2 separate regions of the Gossypium hirsutum genome follow, and region 2 is linked to region 1. A link is a contact called in public Hi-C data. All regions are on one chromosome and are shown on one strand. The core of a region is the stretch at or near the end of the contact, and the rest is flanking DNA. Distances in the headings are between cores, read along the strand shown. Region 1 holds the start of LOC107893795 (lipid phosphate phosphatase gamma). Region 2 holds the start of LOC107893898 (serine/threonine-protein kinase ATG1c).

Region 1 (4,450 bases), core at 1,197-3,696:
ATGAAATAAACTCAACTAATCATAAATACACAATTTATCAATTTGAACTTGTTAATTCATAATTCATAAATACTAACAAATCTTCTACATGCTTAACCATATACTTATATGCAAACTTCATGACTTCTTCAATTTAAAGCTTGTATTATTCATATACATACCTGAACCAATCTGTAACAAACTCATACCCAAATGGAAAAGCGTTGAAAACTCGAATTCTCGCACACTAAGTGACAATACATAGCTGAAGCTATTTTAATATCGCACACTAAGTGCCATACATAGCTGAAGCTATCTCGAATCGAACACTAAGTGCCATACATAGCCGAAGCTATCTCGAATCGCACACTAAATGCCATACATAGCCGAAGCTATCTCGAACCGCACACTAAGTGCCATACATAGCCGAATTGTCGTCAAATATGATTGTAGTCTCATATACACAATTTATGCAATATCAAAGCATTTAAAGCATAATTATAACAATACTTATTACATACGAACTTACCTCGATTCAAAAATGATGAAATTGTCGATTAATTGAGTACTTTATCTTTTCCCCGATCCAAGTCCGTATTTCTCTTTCTTTATCTAAATATATTCAAAATTAACTTATTTTATCAAATATTTATTCAATTCAATCCAAAATATACATTAGGGCTATTTTACACATTTGCCCCTAAACTTTCACATTTTTTACAATTTAGTCCTTATTTCATAAAACCCCAAATTAATGAAATTGCAAATATACCCATGCTAGCCGAATTACTATTATGCCCCTAGCAGCCATATTTTTCATTTATTTCACATTTTAACCACTAACTTTTCACATTTATGAATTTAATCCCTATTTTGCATTTTCACTAAAAATCACTTAGCAAAACTTGTATATCTATCAAATAACATTCAAAATCTATCATCAATAAAAAAAATCATACATATTCATCAATGGAAACATTCAAAATCTTTAAAAATTTTGCAAATTAGTCCCTAGGCTAGCTAGACCTAGTTGCAACTATATCAAAAACACAAAAGTCATTAAAAACGGGACAAAAATCGTACCTAATTGAGCATACAAGGCTTGGCTGAATATCAAGCCCTAAAAATGGCTATTCTTCATGTTACAAACGGCTAAGGAAGAATATGAATGAAATTAAAGGCTTTTGTTTTATTAAATTAACCTTTAATTACTAAATGACAAAATTAACCTTATTATTAATTCAAAATTTCAATTATGCCAAGCCATTATCATCCAATATCTAATTTTACAACATAAGGACCTTAACTTTAAGGTTCTATAGCTATTTAGCACTCTTAACTAATAGAATAGCACTTTTTCATTTTACGCGATTTAGTCTTTTTTATCAAATTGAGCAACTAAATGCTAAAATTTCGTAACAAAAATTTCACACCATCATATATTCATGCTGTAAAAATTAAAATAATAATAAAATAAATATTTTAACCTCAGATTTGTGGTCCCGAAACTACTGTTCTAATTTGACTAAAAACAGGCTGTTACATCACATTAGTGAAGTATAGAACCTCTCCTATAAATACCCTCCTAGCAATGAAGAAGGGATCATCTTTTTCAACCCTAAAGTTACTTTGAGCAAATCCTTCTTCTCTCTTTCAATCAGCCTGTTATCTTGTTCCTTTCTGTCTCTCAACTGTTTTAAGTAAACCGGCCTCTACAGAATTATCACTATCTCCTCTTTACTCTCCTCCTTTGTTCAATTTCAAAAGTGAAATATTTGGCATTATTTATGGGTTTAAAAAATACTTTTTAGCCTATAAGCAATTTCTTGAAAAGAAATTTAAAATTTAATATGCATAATATATCTAAAATTAAATGCATAGCAAATTGTGGAACTTTAAATTTTCATTTACAAAAAGTTTAGATCATCCACGTAGAAATAATTATTTAAAACTTTTGATTTTAAATATTATATATAATATTAAATTGGATTAGACTTCTGCTCATTCTCTCATTTCTAACATGCACAGAATTTTCATTAAAAATTAACAATAATTAAATTTATTTAATTTATTTTTAAAATTTAATTTAATCTCTCCATTTAAAATAAAATTTTAATTTAATTTAATTTATTTTTAAAATTTAATTAAATCTCTCCATTTAAAGTAAAAATTTAATTTAATCTTTAAAACTAAATTGGAATTTAATTTAGTTTAAGATTAACTTAAAAATTCAATTAGATCTGAAATTTTGTATAAAACCAATTTTCTGTCCATCTATAACCCAATCACAATGGAAATTCCTTCTGATGATTACATCCAGAACAAATTAGGTTGAAGGCTTTATGCAACATTTTCGGAAAAATAATCTCAAAACACATTTATTTTGAGAAATTAATTTAAATAATAATTTAATATAAAAAAGCCGAATTAAGATTTAAAAAAAAAATACTAATTTTGTGTGAGTTTCATTATTCCCACGTGTAGCCAACTCAATGGGTGTTCCTTTCCAGATACTTCCTTGGACTTTTATCCTTTTTGGCTTTTAATTTCACGGCAGTTTCCCCTCAAACAAACATTGAAAGCACCGGCTTTGACCCAACTCTCCCAAACTAAATCCCGTCTTAAAGTTAAGTTTGATCCCAACTTCTCCAAAAACCCAGATCGAAATCCCACCATGACATATAATGCACTAAAAGCGGTAAGTTTAACTCATGTAAGGTATCAAAGAGGTGACCAACTAGGCCATTTCTTAGCCTGGGTTTCTTTAGTTCCCGTTTTCATTTCCCTTGGTGGCTTCGTTTCTCATTTCATCTTCCGTAGAGAGCTTCAAAGCATGTTCTTTGCATTAGGCCTAGTAATATCACAGTTCATTAATGAATTCATCAAAAAATCCGTTCAACAAGCCCGCCCTGAAACCTGTGCTCTTTTAGAAATGTGTGATTCTCACGGCTGGCCTTCAAGTCTCTCTCAATACATGTTCTTTTTCGCTGTTTATTTCACCCTTTTGACATGCAAAGGGATCGGTGGGATTTGGAATGTTAGAACCAAGTGGGCTGCTTTGTTTTTACCTTGGTCTTTGGCTGTCTTGACTATGTATTCTAGGGTTTATTTAGGTTACCATACGGTGGCCCAGGTTCTTGCTGGAGCTTCATTGGGGATTTTGCTTGGTGGGCTCTGGTTTTGGGTGGTGAATTCTATGCTCTTCTGTTATTTCCCTTTGATTGAAGAGAGTCCCTTTGGGAGGTTTTTTTATGTTAAGGATACTTCTCACATATCAGATGTGTTGAAGTTTGAGTATGATAATGCAAGGGCTGCTAGGAATACTATGGCTGCCAGAAAAGCCATGGCTTCCAAGAGCAGTTGATTAAACACAAACTCATCAGGTATGAAATATTTACATATATAGTTTCATATGTTCAATCTTTTGTTACATTTTGTATTGAAACTTACTTGGTTATTTTGCATCTTTGATAATGTGAAAATTTTCCTTGAACATTTTTGTTTCGGTAATAATAAATTACACGTGTTGGGATCCTAATTCCAAGCTTAGTAGCTGTTACATTCTAAGGATGGTTGTATGAAGTGACCGAGCAAGCACCTTTTATTTGCTGGTAGGAATAGTTAGGGTTAGTGTTGAACATATTGGAATATGAATTAAAAACTAATGAATGCCACCTCTTAAGGATATTTGTATGAAGCAGTTGACCTAAGCTTTGGATTCATGGATTAAGTACTTTATGTTGACCCTGCATTAAACAGTGACTCATTCCTTTGTGTCATTTAGAATAAATTCCCAGTCTTCACAATAATAGAAAATGAAGTAAAACCCCCTTTTGTGATTCTTGGACACTCCTTGTAGTGAAAACCGAACCATGTATTTATCTTCACTGAGAGGAGATGTTTTGCTTCAAATTTGCTTTGTTAGCTTATTAGTGAATGGTCATTGTTGAAGCAGTCACATTTGATAATGTCTTGTATGTCTTGAATGTTCAAGGTACCTAAGGTATCCTTGTATTAGGAGTGCGATCTCTAGAATATGGAGAAATGAGATGAATGCAGAAAGAACATATGTATTATGCTGGGTTATGGTTATCAGGATTGCGTAACAGCCAAGGTGTAGTGAATAGTTTTAGTATGTGCAATAAATTGATTAGTAACCTATAGGAAAGGTGAAAGCTTTTTTATATTTCGAGTTAATCACAAAATGCTGTAGCTGGAAAATGGACTTAGGATCTGATAAGTGGTTCGAATTTGACAGGGAAACATGATTGGTACAAAAATGGCTTGTATGTAGTTTGGAGGTTCAAATTGTCATCTTTGAGCATGATTTGCAAAAACATAGTAAGTTTATCTTCAAACGTCATTCGGGACACAAGAACTATTTGCTTTTTTGTGCTTAAGATGGAGCTGCCTCACTGGAAAATGTATTTCAAGTATCATCTTTAAAAATTCCCATAAAATTGAGTTAGAT
Region 2 (4,132 bases), core at 471-2,970, 700 kb before region 1:
TAGGTTTCATTGTAAACTTGTTAGTAAGATTTAGCTCTTCTCCAACATGTAAACATTAGAATGGAATTAAACATGTATTTAGATATCTCAGAGAGACCATTAATATGGGATTATTTTATTCAAATGATTTAAAATCCCTATTAGTTAGTTATTGGATATTTATTAGATCCACATAAAGGTCGATCTCAAACAATATATTTATTTACACGTAGAGGTACTACCATATCATAACATTCAACAAAACATACATTAGTTGTTGCCTTTTCAAATCATACAGAAATAATTGCAATGCATAGGGAAAATCAAAAGTGTGTTTTGCTAAAGTTATTGATCAGGGACATAGTTAGGGAGTTGACAGGGGCCTCGAATCCCCTAAAATAATATTTTTAGGCCCTTTAAAATTTTTAAGATTTTAAATTAGTAAAGGTAAAATTGCACTTTGCCCCCTAAAAATGATAAAAAATTGATTAAATTTTTTTAAAAATTATAAGATACATGCTATTAAAATGGCGAAATTACATTTTTACTATTGTGAAAATTACAATTTAATTTTTGCCCACATGAAATTTTTTTTCTAACTTCGCCCTTATTATTGACCCAACATATTTAGAAGATATGTAATATGCCTTTACAAAAAAAATATGTCAACTATCTTATACGAAGATAATGTAACATGTATAGCTCCATTGAAGGGTGGTTACATCAAAGGTGATAGAACGAAACATATTTCACCAAAACTATTATTCACTCATAATCTTGAGAAGAAATGTGATATAGAAGTTCAACAAATTCATTCTAGTGATGATTAAACAGATTTTTTTACCAATGCATTGTTAACTTTAACATTTGAAGGACTACTGGACAAAATTGGAATATGTCAACTCAAAGATATAATGTGATGTTGTCATTAGAGGGAGTAAAAAATATATTGCACTCTTTTCCTTTAATCAATGTTTTATCTTACTAGGTTTTCGTGATAAAATTTTTTAATGAGATAACTTGTAATAATAGATTATGTACTTTTTTCTTTCATTAGGTTTTTATTTCATAAATTTTTCTTAATAATTTTTTACGAAACATTTTTATTAATAGACATTCAATGGGGAGTGTTGTAAATCTATTTATAAATGGATGTTCATAACCTCAAATTTATCTTATTATAACATTTAAAGAATGAATGTCTATAACCCTTAAATTCATTTTCTTAAAACCCCTAAATTATTTACAAGATACCTTAATTTTAATCCTTAATGTTTTATAACTTATGATATTTAAAGCCCTATAAATAGAAAACATGTACAAACTTATTGTATCGTAAGTAAAAGATAAATTATCTTTCATTTTTATTGTTCTTTTAATTTTATAATAAAAAATTATTTAAGAAACATTAAAATTTTTAGCTTCACATCTAATAAAAATTTATTTAAAGGATATTTATTAGTAAACTTGGAAAATGAAAATTAAAGTATTAAATAATTCATAAAAGGCCAAAAAGTCGCTTTAACGTTATCTAACCAATGTCTGACGGACAGGTGGTAAAAAGCTGATATCGGCGCTTTTCCATCATCACCTACCACTTGTCCACCCAATTAAAAACAGCCAACTCACTAACATCCGTGGTTACACCGTATAAGTAACCGTATCTTAAAAATATACACCGTCTAATCCCGCTTTTAGCTTATGGTTTTCATTAAAAAAAACAAAATAATCATCGAATCACAAAACATTAATCCTCAATTACGTTCGCTAATCCCAATTAATAATCTCAATAATTCAACCCATAATAACTAGAATGCATAATTTTAGAGAACTCATTAATCAAGTTCTCATCTCACCCTCCTTCCTCACTCTTCCTCAGATTATTTTTCTTTGCACGGTGAATCGGAAATCCAATTAATATTCGGGTCGGATCTTCCGAAGATCCAAATTCCAGTATTCTATACCATTTTTTAAAGCTTCAAGCTCTGGAGTCGGATCCTTGGGCTTTTTTCTCTCTCTTTTTGTTCCAGGTTCGTCTGTAATGGCTCAAGCAACGGGGAGGGGAAGAATGGTAGGGAACTATTTAGTGGGTCGGAAAATCGGGTCGGGTTCCTTTTCGATTGTTTGGCATGCGAGGCATCGAGTTCATGGAACCGAGGTGGCGATAAAGGAGATCGTAACGGGTCGACTCAATAAGAAGTTGCAAGATAGTTTGATGTCGGAAATCTTTATTTTGAAGAGAATCAATCATCCTAATATTATTCGACTGCATGATATTGTTGAGGTTCGTTTCTTCTTGTTCCCTTTTATTTAATTGTTTCCTTTTACTATTAGATTTTAGGGAGTTGTTTGGATGCCGATAAAGTAGAGGAAGAAGTGGCGGAAATGGAGCTATTTGAAAATGAGTTGTTAACTAAGGTAGGGACTGAAATTTGAGGCGCCATTTATTGAGGGAAAGTTCTTCTTTTAAGGAAAATGATGAAAGAACGGAGGATGTGGATTCTTTTTAACTGAAGATATTTTAGAATGCAATATTGAAAATGAGAAGAATCTACTTTTTGAAAAGAGCTATCCGCGCATACTCGTATTTGATGGAAGCAGAGAATGAAAGAATTAACGAATAGTGGAAATTTCAGTCAATCTATATATTGTGTTTTTTTCTTTGCTAAGCAAAGTTTTTTATTAATAAGAAAAGCTCATTACAGAAAATGAGCAACATCATTTACAGGGGATTGAACACCTAAATTGCTCATCACGCCTAATCTAATACAACAAAATCCTTCAAATCAACCCAATGGAATAAACCACCATAAGATTCATCATTTAAACAATAAAAACGTACAATCAGTCACCTTATCTAGTCAAATTAGCCAGCAATAAAACAAAGTTAAGCCTATAGCATCCATAATCTCCTTCCTATAGCAAAACATTTGACAAATGATGCCATTGGGAATTCAGCAACTAATACTAATGGAGAAGTCTCAAGGATCATGGGAAGCAATTTGGTAAATTTGCAGTGGTCAAGAAACTAAATGGTGAATCTAGTTTTCATGTATTTGTTTGTGAAGTTTGCAGCTTATATGTATCTATATCTCTAAAATATTTGCATCGTGCTGGAGTGGTTATATGCTGTGCCCTTCATTCCATGGACTGGTTAGAGTGGAATAATGGATTTTGTAGTAGCAATTTTTCTTTATGAGTTGTAGACGCATTTTGTTAGTGCTTATTTGATCTTTTGTAAGTTGAGATCAACTGGAAAATGTCACATATACTTTTGATTTGAATTTGAAGTTGTTTGGGATAATGTTGATATGCCATTTCTTTCTTTGTTTACTTTCATTTGTTATATGAGCAATCATGTAGTGTATATCTTAATCATATTTATTTTGGTTTATATACCTGTATTTAGGTTCCTGGAAAGATACATCTTGTATTGGAATACTGCAAGGGGGGTGACCTTTCTATGTGTATTACACATCATGGATGTGTCCCTGAAGCAACTGCAAAGCATTTCATGCAGCAACTAGGTATGCTGCAAATTGTGTCTGGTTGTTGGTTTTCCTTCTCCTTTGAATTTTGGTTGGTTAAACTTATATGATCATCTTTGTGCAGCGGCTGGCCTACAAGTTCTCCGTGACAATAATCTTATACATCGTGATCTAAAGCCTCAGGTTCATTTCATTCTCTTTGGTTAAAGTTTGAATTTTGGTATAACTTTATGGCTACTTTTGCCTAATAAGGAAAAAAGAAAGCGCAATCGGAAAGGCATATTATTTTCTTTTTGTAACTTTAATAAAATAGAGCATGGATGTAACAGGCTTTTCCCCTTCTAAATCAAATTTTCTTTTGTACCTTGTTATGAATTGTGATGAAGTTGCATATATTGGTTAATGTTCTTTGGTATAGACTAGTCTTGTCCATGTAAAGTTTTCTTTCAGTAGGTTCTCTTTATAGTGTTGTTGTTTCTGGAACAGAATCTTCTTCTGTCAACAAACGACCGCAATGCGGTTTTAAAGATTGCGGACTTTGGATTTGCAAGGTAAGTGATCGCATTGCTCCACTTGCTTATTGGGTGTTATCTTTCCCTTTTTATTTTTGCATTTTTTTGGAAGGAATTGTATAAAATGTACTCTTCCATCCTCCTAGTCATACG

What was found. Hi-C and Micro-C count contacts between places; a contact is called where the count stands out from the background.
Region 2: a Hi-C map of leaf shows a contact between it and region 1, with 2.4 times the contacts expected there. The contact joins the promoter of LOC107893898 here to the promoter of LOC107893795 in region 1. A contact is called at or near these places in 2 of 34 Hi-C or Micro-C datasets (both in leaf).

The regions. Positions count from the first base shown.
Region 1 is chrA13:41,783,471-41,787,920 of Gossypium_hirsutum_v2.1, reverse strand. It overlaps LOC107893795 (lipid phosphate phosphatase gamma), which reads left to right and starts at 2,446. Exons shown (of 2, transcript XM_016818887.2): 1 at 2,446-3,362. The coding sequence starts at 2,654. The coding sequence ends at 3,343.
Region 2 is chrA13:42,481,451-42,485,582 of Gossypium_hirsutum_v2.1, reverse strand. It overlaps LOC107893898 (serine/threonine-protein kinase ATG1c), which reads left to right and starts at 1,720. Exons shown (of 13, transcript XM_016819039.2): 1 at 1,720-2,263; 2 at 3,389-3,506; 3 at 3,592-3,650; 4 at 3,954-4,018. The coding sequence starts at 2,021.